2 separate regions of the Sus scrofa genome follow, and region 1 is linked to region 2. Evidence: chromatin contacts called from public Hi-C data. All regions are on one chromosome and are shown on one strand. The core of a region is the stretch at or near the end of the contact, and the rest is flanking DNA. Distances in the headings are between cores, read along the strand shown. Region 1 holds the start of PDE3A (phosphodiesterase 3A). Region 2 overlaps PDE3A (phosphodiesterase 3A).

Region 1 (5,120 bases), core at 2,288-4,787, 81 kb before region 2:
TTGGGTCTGATTCCATTTAATATGTTCTGCATAATGTTAATTCTTTCAGTTAGTATAGTGCTGCAGCTTTCTGCACTTATCTACTAAGAGTATTTTATTATTTTTACTTCTCTGCCTCCAGGTTCTGGATGGTAATGCTGGCAAGGGGTGGAATCTACCTTCTTTCCTTTTGGTGGAACAATAACTTTCTGTTTGTGATGTTTGTTGAGAATTGGGAGAAACCAGGACATTGCCTCTATAGTATTAATGAAAACCTTGAGAATGTCATTAACATACAAACCTAGTGTTTTTGTTTTGCTGCCATTAACAAATGCCATTCTTATATTTTTTTTCTGGCACAGTGTTGCTTTACTATCTGCATGCCATCTCTTACAAGTTTAGTTTGTATGATGATTTATTGTTGTTGTTTTTCCCTAAAGAACGGAGTTAATTGTTGGGGGTAGAGTATAGGGAAGATCGAAATATTCTGAAATTCTCCTTACTGTTCCTTTCTGTCTAACCTTGATATATGCCTGGATTTTAACTTTTTTTTTTCCTTTTCATGTGCTATTTTTGATGTCAGCGGATATTAGCATGATATTCCAATCAAGGCTTTTCACTCTTAAACGTTTCAGGTAGGCTCTGGCATATAAATCATACATGTAAAAAGAAAACTCAAAAAAGTATGTGTGCAGGCTAGGGGCCTCATTTGTCTTTGGCAGAGGCATCACTGCTCCTGTTTCCTTAACTAGTAAACAGATGGTGTCCACTGCCATTGACTAGATGCCCAACTTGTTTTCCATGTGGCAGTACAGTTCTGGCCATCTGATGGAGAGGAGCTGTATCATCACAGCTCCTCATACCTAATTTATGTCATAAAATGACTATTAATACCTGCCCCAAACTAGAGGAAGCTGTTTACCATGAAGCTAAGCTTAAGACTTAAGCCTTTCTCCTTCCCTACCCTCATGAATTAATTTTACTTCAAGGATCTCCTTTGCCTTTTCTTTATATTGCTTCAGCTTTACACATAAAAATACAGTGGGATATTGAGCCAATTATCCAAATACTCCAGGTTCTAAACACACTTTAACCTGGGGTGTCAAGATAATTAAGACACAATTGGATTGTTATTAACATCATTAGTGAGGGCAAATGACATCTAAGGTAGCCATATTAAAAATGAACAAGCGTGGATTATCACATTCTTGAACTAGGTGTAAAAAGAAACCCTTGATGGACTTCTAAAACTCCAATGATTATTCTTCGTAGTAATAAGTTATCTTACATGGTTTTTCCTTTAGTTTCTCAAATACTACAGTACTGTGGTACATGAAATATGTATCCTGTAAATATAAATAACTAGGATCCTGATTTTTTTCTCATAAGCTTTATTAATGGTAGACATAGTATTTCACAACCATAGACAGCCTACTAAGATCTTTCCTATTGTTCACCTACCTGTCCTCACTGCTTTTCCCTTGAGATTTCTTTATACGGCTTTCTGATTGACTGTTTTGGCTTCATAACTTTGTACACCTTCTTGAGGCTAGGGTCACTTAATCTCAAAATAATTTGCCATCCAACATCAACAATTGTTCACTAATACTCTCATATACTTCCTTTTTAAAAAAATTTTAAGTAATACTAAAAAACCCCCTGCTCTTCCGTCCTACCTATCCTTAATAATGTTCTCATGGTCTAGGTTACTTGTTGAGATTTTCCATTATTTGGACCAACAGGAAAAGCTTGGGTTCTCTGTTGAAAACAGACCTTCCCACAAGAGCAGTCAAGGCCTCACAATGCCACCTGAATTTGGTTTGCTGTTGTACCTGACTTGAGAACCTATAAGCACCTTCGAATCACTCAGACAGTAGATGTGGCTGTCATGTTAATAACAGTGGGAAGTCAGTTGGCTCCTGTCGCCTGCCAAGTATCCAAGCACAATCCTTTTTTTTTTTTTTTTTTTCTTTTTTCCTTCCAACATCTTAGACAGCTCAACCTGAGGGCCAGCCGTAGACCCCCGCGGTCCCCCGGCTGCAGCGAGCTGGGCAGTTCACGTGCCTCAGCAACCCATTCCCCAGAGTGCTGGCTGCGCAGCACCGCTCTGGGGAAAGGAGCTCTGGTGCTGAGAGTAGCGCCTCCTCCGGGGGAGGGCCGGGAGCTGGCCTGCGCAAGCTTTCCTAGGGAGTTGCCTTAAAGAAAGCAAGCGGGATTGCAGATAGCTCCAGCTGCCTGCTTTTTAAATACAGTTTTAAGCAGCGTCTTCACTCCCTTACCTTCTGCAAAATTGCAAATCACTACCAACCTCGCACCAAAAAGAAGGGGGCGGGGGTGGGTGGGAGGGGGGAGAGCAAATCTCCTTCTCCCTTCTCACTTTCCCTTCCTTTCCAGCTCTCTCTTCCTCCCTTCCTTCTGCCGCAGCCGCTTGTCTCTCGGACTGTGTCTCTCTCCAACCGGACTTAGCAACTTCTTGCTTATTTCTCAGCCCGTTTTCCATTTTTTCCACCCTTTGCCATGAACTGGACCGACAGACGCAGGGGAGGCTGTGCTTTCTGCCCCAGGGAATGGCGATTCGCTTCCCGGGGCCGTGCCGGGGAGGATCGGCAGAGAAGAAAGAAAGAGTGATAAAGAGCTGCTGAAAGGAAGAGAAGGGGGACCTCCGTCTGCCGCGGGCCCCGCGCGCAGTAGCGCCCGGGATGGTCCCGAGCTCTCCCCGCGCCTTCCGCGCCTCCAGTGGCTGCGGTCCCCGAGCGCTGGACACCTTGGGCAATCTTTAAAAATCCCAAAGTAGGGAGAGACCCTGGAGGACTGAAGTCGGGGGTGGGGGTGGAGCGGAGAATTTTGCAGAGCTTTTCCAAGAGAGAAAAAGAGGAAGTCTGATTCTTTCTGCCTGTGCTAAGCTTTTAACTTGAAGGCGTCTCTTTGGAGCATCTAGTATTCTCCAGGAGTTGCCGAAAGCTGAAACTTTCGACGCTCCCAGGCTGGGAGGAGAAGGAGGGATTCCGAGGGTGGGATTGGGAGGAGGGCGAGCGGGCGTGTGTGCGTGTCTGTGTGTGTGTGTGTGTGGCGGGGTGGGAGTGCCTGGGGGACCTCGGGGACTCCGCGAAGAGGGCGCACCATGGCAGCGCCGGGCAAGGCCGCGCGCGTCGGGGCTAAGCCCGGCCACGGGGAGGCGAGGCCGGCCCCCGCAGATGGCCGGGACAAGCACCCTCGCGTCGCCACCGCACCGCCGCGGGACTCGGGTTGCCGCGGCTGCTGGGGAGACCTGGTGCTGCGGCCGCTCCGGCGCTGCCGGAAACTTTCCTCCGCGTTGTACGCGGGCTCCCTGTCCTTTCTGCTGGCGCTGTTGGTGAGGCTAGTCCGCGGGGAGATCGGCTGTGACCTGGAGCGGAGTAAGGAGGCGGCGGCGGCGGCGGAGGAGGAGGAAGCGGCCCCGGGCGCAGAAGGGGGCGTCTTCCCGGGGCCGCGGGGTGGTGCTCCCGGGGGCGGCGCGCCGCTCGGCCCCTGGCTGCAGCCCTCGGCGCTGCTCTTCAGTCTCCTCTGTGCCTTCTTCTGGATGGGCTTGTACCTCCTGCGCGCCGGGGTGCGCCTGCCTCTGGCCGTCGCGCTGCTGGCCGCCTGCTGCGGGGGGGAAGCGCTCGTCCAGATTGGGCTGGGCGTCGGGGAGGATCACTTACTCTCGCTCCCCGCCGCGGGGGTGGTGCTCAGCTGCTTGGCCGCCGCGACATGGCTGGTGCTGAGGCTGAGGCTGGGCGTCCTCATGATCGCCTTGACTAGCGCTGTCAGGACGGTGTCCCTCATTTCCTTAGAGAGATTCAAGGTCGCCTGGAGACCTTACCTGGCGTACTTGGCCGGCGTGCTGGGGATCCTCCTGGCCAGGTACGTGGAGCAAATCTTGCCGCAGTCAGCGGGGGCGGCTCCGAGGGAGCATTTTGGGTCCCAGCTGCTTGCTGGGACCAAGGAAGATATCCCGGTATTTAAGAGGAGGAGGCGGTCCAGCTCCGTGGTGTCCGCCGAGATGTCCGGCTGTAGCAGCAAGTCCCATCGGAGGACCTCTCTGCCCTGCATACCGAGAGAACAGGTAAGCGCCGGCAGCCCCTCTCTCGCGCCTATGGGGAAAACTTGAAACCCTTGAGATCCATCACAAAGTGGAGGGGATTCGATCGCTGGGAACAGAAGGAAAGATAGCTTAGAAAAGCGCTCTAACTTCAGCCTTAGTTGGAAACTAGCGAATTTCCCCCCTCCTCTCACGCAATATTTTATAACCTTGAACAACAGGAACACGAATAAGTAATAAAACTAGATGGCATTTGCAGGGTCTTCCACAGCTGGGCCAACTTTTTAGATTTGCTACACCTGGCGTATGGCGCCTTTGCACTTTTAAGTGCCCACATACTTTCCTCCTTTAGCAGAAATGTTCGAATTAAGTTTATTTATTTATTTTAATTTTTTTTTTAAGCAGTGGGTGATTTTTAAGACTTGGATTTTTACTAGGTTTCTATTTCTTTTTATAAAATTTCTTTCCTCTAAAGGGACAGGTAAACGTTTATGGAAGTCAGTAAAAATATTCTAGAGTACAAACAAAGAATACTTGAAGTGAGGTACTGATTATTTTCTGGTTTTGCAGTGTCTTAATTGAGGAGATTGTGTTTGGTGGTGCCCAGTTTGTTTTTAAATGTAATTTGGGGACATACATTATCACATGCTAATCTGTTTTGTTTATAAACTTCAATTTGGGGAATAGTTTTTCTTGCGCATCAGAATTTGTCAAAATTGTGGACTGTGCTTTAATGTAAACTAAAAAGAGACATTTCTCTTATGTATCTACATACTTAAGTGAATATTTAGAAATTCAAATGGATTTATGCAGGAAATATTAATTCAGGAGAGTATTTTTAAATCTGGTGATATAAGTATTTCAGGGAGGAGGAGGAATCTAGTATTATGAGTGAAGTTATTCCGGATAAAAGTTCAGTGAATTTTGGGGACCAGTAGCCTTATTATCATTAAGTGTTTTGAGACCCTTATAGCTGCTATAAGGGGCATTAAAGGAACAAATCCTAATTTTAAATGCAGATTGTATCTGAAAAGGAATACTTAGTGTTCACCTCTCTACTCCAAGCAGATTTGACACTTGG
Region 2 (5,259 bases), core at 1,303-3,802:
GAGATCTTACTCTATCCTGTAAGTGGATATTGTTCAGCTGTAAAACTGAAGTCCTCACCCTTACCTTGACTACCTACATAGGTATGTGAGGGTATGTGGGTGGAAGGAGAAATTAAGAATATAGTTATACCAGAATTACTTGTGAATATTAGCTTCTTAGGAGATAACTCATTATTTTCTGGAATGAAAATCACTGTCAGTATGAATGAAAATACATACGTAAGTTGAGGAAATCTAAGAGCAGTATCTGTGTGACCCACAGAATTTGGCCAGTAATTGCTTTTTCCTGTGTTTTGATTTTATTGTACAAGACTATCTCCTTCCATGTCTTGCGTGTAAGTTAAATATGTCCAAGTACTTCTTTTAGCTTTTTCTCCCAGTAATTGTGCTGACCATTAGCGAGAGATATATTGTATAAATGAAATATTAAATATGGAAATCAAACTATTCCATAAAAGTAAAATTTCTTAAAGGAGAAATAGGCATTAACTATTGGTCTGCTTTTTTCATTTAGCAACCTGTCTTACGGAACATCATTCTTTTGCCTCACAGAAAACTTTCTAAATTGTTCAGAATGCCTCAAAGAACAACTGATTTTGGATGTACCATGTTTATCTCCCTTTAAAGGCAGGCTCTTTGTGGCAATAGGAGGGAAGGAAAAGATGGAGGGAGAACCTTGCAGTATTGGTTTATGTGGTGGAAAGTTAAAGGGCATGAAAACATTAAAATTACTATTGAGCATGTGAATATTAAGTTCCTTTTCTTGGTTGTGTGGTGCATGTAGAGGAGAGTTCAAAGATGATACATCCCATAATTCCCCTCTCCTCTATTGTGTAATCAACCAGAAAGTATTTATCAAGTACCTATTAATTTAAGTTACCTGTGGCTCAGTTTTTGTTTCTGCTCTGCTTTCCCTGCCCCCCCTCTCCCTGAGCAGCTCCCAGTCTGTCCATCATAAATATCAGTTTTCCATTTGCATTAAATATATCTTCCCTCTAATTGGCCTCACACAACTTTTCCTTTTTGGCACCCAATACATGTGAACAAGTAGCGGTGCCTCTTCAACTTGCAAGCTCATGCAAAAGAAACACACACACACACACACACACACACACACACACACAGAGTTAGATATATTGTATCTTATCAGCCCATTTACATTCTGAGGAATCAGAGTAGTTTGTTATTCTTTCTGAATTCATTGACTTGATCCATCGGTCACTATGTTTCCCATATGCAGCAGCAGGTGTAAAGAGATCATTAACTTAACAAATGATTAACATTTATGAGCTAAAAAGTTGCCCCTTGTGGGTATTTGAAATTAAAGAAGTAAAGCATTAATTCTCTTTGACCTGAGCAATTCAAGATTCCAGCCTCACTCCCTTTATAGATGAGGCTGGGAAGAAGTGAGTGTGATGAGATGACAGTGTGTGCCCGATGAGTTAAAACCAAACATGATTTCAGCAGATGAAGGGAAAGGGGGAAGCCTGCATTCAACTGCCTGCCTCAGAGATGGTGAGAAGACTTGAATAGCGATAGACACAGGAAGTCTGTTCTTATGAACCATGGGTGTGTACAAAGGAATCAGTTTGTGTTCTGTGAAGAAATCCAGGGTCTAGGTCTGAGCCATGTGGATCAATAAATGTCACACCAAGCATACCTAATCTCATACCTTAGAAAACATCTCATACCCTCACCAGTTGTCAGCAAACCCATGACCACAGCTAGTAAAATAACTCCAAAAGCAAATCCAGCTGGCAGAATTTGCACGAATAAATGGGTGACAAAAGAGCAAAAATGGGTAAGTTTTACAACCTCGTTTCCATTAGGCCCCACACTATCCTGCTTCCTTTAGAAATAAGTAGAAGTCTAGAGGTAAAGCCTGGCATTAAATTCTCCAGTGATGCAGGAATAAGTGTTAACAGCTGTGCCTTGGTGCTTTCTCCCCGGCTTTGTCCTGGAAATATTTCACCATTTAAGAGGAACTGATTACATACCTTGGGGAAAAATTTTTCTCTATTGTGCAAATCCACGTAAATCTTCTCATTTTCCTCCTCTTTTCAGAATTAAGTCACACAGGTATCTGTAAGGCTTTTCCAAATACTTTGTTAAGCCTGAAAAACATTTTCCCCAAACTTAAAGCTTGTCCAAATGACTGCTGATCATAGCCAAAGTGAGCATGTCTGCACATATGGAGTGAAGCCAGTTTTTAAAGTGTGGGTGGCCGTGTCTTTAAGACTCAGGATGCTTCGCGCGGTAGTAGGAACCATCAGGGATCAACTTGAAATTCTTGAGAAGCAAAAAGAATTGGGGAAAAGATCAAGCCAAAGAAGATAGCCTCCCCTTTCATCTCTCACTGACGGCATAAATGCTTGCCTTACTGTGTTGTTTATTGTTTCTTCCAGATAATCTTTGCGTACTCAGTCTGTGGAGTATAGAGTCATTGGCCTGGACTCATTTTTTCCTTCCTGGTGATATAAATAGACTGATGATGCCCAATGCTCTCTGCAGTCCCTGCATCATTCATACCCTCCGCCTCCTTTCTAGGTCACGAAGCTTTTAAAAAAATCAGCAGCAGTAGCAGCATGTGAGAGGATGAGCATATGACCCCTTCCTCTCACCTCCAAGCCGTGCCTTTGATAGCATCCAGACAGCTGTTGTGTGGAAACATGACATTTGGGGTGGCTTAGGAATATCAGAGGGAAAAAACAGCCATTCTTAACAAAGGGCTTAAAAATAGCATTTTCCCCTCCACTTCTTCTCCCCCACATGCCTGAGACAAAGCCCTTCCCATCCAAAGCATAACAAAGGATTTGTACTTTATGAGAATTTAAAGCACTGCCCCTCCCCCCATACATATCGGCTTTGCCCAGTCATATAAGCTCACATCATGGGAAAATGTCATCTTCCTTATTCCTTTTTCCAGTCACAGGAAAACAGTCCTGCTTCTAGACAGTCATTTATTATCGAGTGCCTCTTGAGTGGTGAGCAGTATATTGAGTGTTTTGAGATGGGGCGTGGGAAGGACATTATTTTGTGTTCTCCTAAAGCGTCTTTGCTTGGCTTATCAACCCTTCCTAGGAGGGTTAATTCCAAGAGATCATTTTCTGTTTGCATAAGACTGGGGACAAGGTGGCTGAGTAGTGGAGGCCATGCCCCTCTGGTCCATGAATGTATGTCCTGGACCCCTACTTACTCATCACTTGCTTCTTGGTCTGACCCTGTCAGAACTCTTTAGTGACCATTCATACACTCTTTGAGTAAATATCCATCCGTCTGTATGTCTGTCTATCTATCTATCTTTTTAGGACCGCACCTACAGCATGTGGAAGTTTGCAGGCTCAGGGTCAAATTGGAGCTGCAGCTGCAGCCTATGCCGCAGCCAAGGCAACTCCAGATCCCAGCTGCATCTGCAACCCATGCTGCAGCTTGTGGCACCACTGGATCCGTAACTAACTGAGCGAGGCTAGAGATCAAACCCACATCCTCTTGGACACTATGTCAGGCTCTTAACCCACGGAGCCACAATGGGAACTCTAGAGTACATATTTATTGAGTGCTTACTCTGTGTCAGGCTAGCCTAAGCATTTAGAATACCACTTAACAAGGAGGTAAAGCTTCTGTTCCCACTTTGAATTTTGTTCTAGTAACTCATGTTGCAGGTGGAATGAGTGCCAGGAGGAAAAATATAGCAGGCTGAGAGTTTATGTAATATTTTATGTTAAGTTGTTCAAGGAAAGATTGAATGATAAGGGGAGCATGCAGGTGCACATCTGGGGGAAATGCATTCCAGGCAGAGAAAAACGCAAGTGTAAATCTCACAGGTGAGGGTACAGCCTAGGAACAAGGGCACCAGTGGTGTGATGAGAGGTTGTAGAGGAAGCAGTAGGCCATCCATGGAGGCCCTTGTAGGCCATGTTGAGGCCTTTGGATTTCTTTCTGGCCCAGATATGACATCTCAGAGGGAAGGCATGTTCTGACTTACTCTTCAGAAGACTAACATGACACATTGGCCATAGGTGGACAAGGGTAAGAGTGTCCTTGTAGTTTGATGAGGACATCAAATGTATGTCTATTTCAAAAGGAGATATATGTCAACATTTTGAGCCAGTCAGATCTTGCAAGAGGGTAGGAAATGTAGCATAACAGCAGGCTGGTACCGAAGAAAGATTGAGTGTTTACTTGGGTCCAAGGCAGTCTCCAGTTTTCAATTCAGGCTGAGTCAGAGGATGAAGATGAAGAGCCCAGTTACCTGCAGAGACATGGGTCATTTTTACAAAGCTCGCTGTTTAAATCTGAAATATAAATCAAACCTTTTTATCCCTTCAAATATGTCAGCAAAAATTATAGTATCTGTAAATATGACTTGGTCACTTGAAAAAGGCTGTAGAGGGCACAAGTGATTGTAAAATATCAGATATTTATGAATGTGGTTCTATGGGATTTCCTATCATGGCTCAGTGGTTAACAAACTCGACCAGTATCCATGAGGATGCAGGTTCAATCCCTGGCCTTGCTCAGTCGGTTAAGGATCCAGTGTTCCTGTGAGCAGTGGTTTATGTTGCAGACTCAGCCTAAATACCGTGTTGCTGTGGTTGTGGTGTAGGCCAGCAGCTATAGCTCCGATTCGACTCTTAGCCTGGGATCCTCCATATGCTGCCAGGGTGACCCTCAAAAGACAGAAAAAAAAAAAAAAAAAAGGATATGGTTCAAACTTCCAGTCCAGGAAGCTTTCAGGCCCCAGGGTATTCACAGCTTTCTTAAACACTCAACAGTAGTCTCTAATTCACCTGTGGCTTTTCTTTTCTTTTCTTTTCTTTTCTTTTCTTTTCTTTTTTTTCTTTTCTTTTCTTCCTTCCTTCCTTCCTTCCTTCCTTCCTTCCTTTCTTTCTCTCTCTCTCTCTCTTTCTTTCTTTCTTTTTTTTTTTCCTAGTAGAAAGGACCAGTGGCCTTTCTGAATGTCAGTAGATCCTGAGGCAAAAGAGGATTAATTTCTCTCTCTTTAATTTCCCCCACATTACATGGCCTTCTGGTGTTTTTCCTCACATACAAAACTAGATTAGCAGAGGCAAAGTAGTTTAGATAGGATGGATAAATGAGGTCCTACCATAGAGCATGCTATTCAATATCTTGGGACAAACCATATGGGAAGTACTGTGAAAAAGAGCATATATGTATGCATAACTGAATCCCTGCTGTTCAGTAGAAATGAACACATTATAAGTCAAGTATACGCCAATAAAATTTCAAAAAATAAAA

The links. A called contact is a pair of places that touch in the nucleus more often than the background predicts.
Region 1: a contact with region 2 is called in a Hi-C map of fetal heart ventricle, with 2.5 times the contacts expected there. The contact joins the promoter of PDE3A here to the enhancer-like site in region 2. A contact is called at or near these places in 3 of 47 Hi-C or Micro-C datasets (embryonic fibroblasts, fetal heart ventricle and heart right ventricle) and 1 of 2 datasets of contacts at active chromatin or transcription factors (skeletal muscle).

The regions. Positions count from the first base shown.
Region 1 is chr5:52,736,188-52,741,307 of Sscrofa11.1, reverse strand. PDE3A (phosphodiesterase 3A) reads left to right here and starts at 3,537. Exons shown (of 17, transcript NM_213736.1): 1 at 3,537-3,668; 2 at 3,699-4,063. The coding sequence starts at 3,539.
Region 2 is chr5:52,654,439-52,659,697 of Sscrofa11.1, reverse strand. All of the region lies in intron 2 of PDE3A (phosphodiesterase 3A), which reads left to right. Among named protein-coding and RNA genes, the nearest start is that of PDE3A, 81 kb to the left of the region's middle. Within about 2 kb of position 2,552, at least 8 of the 83 cell types and tissues checked have an H3K27ac peak or open chromatin away from gene starts, as enhancers often do.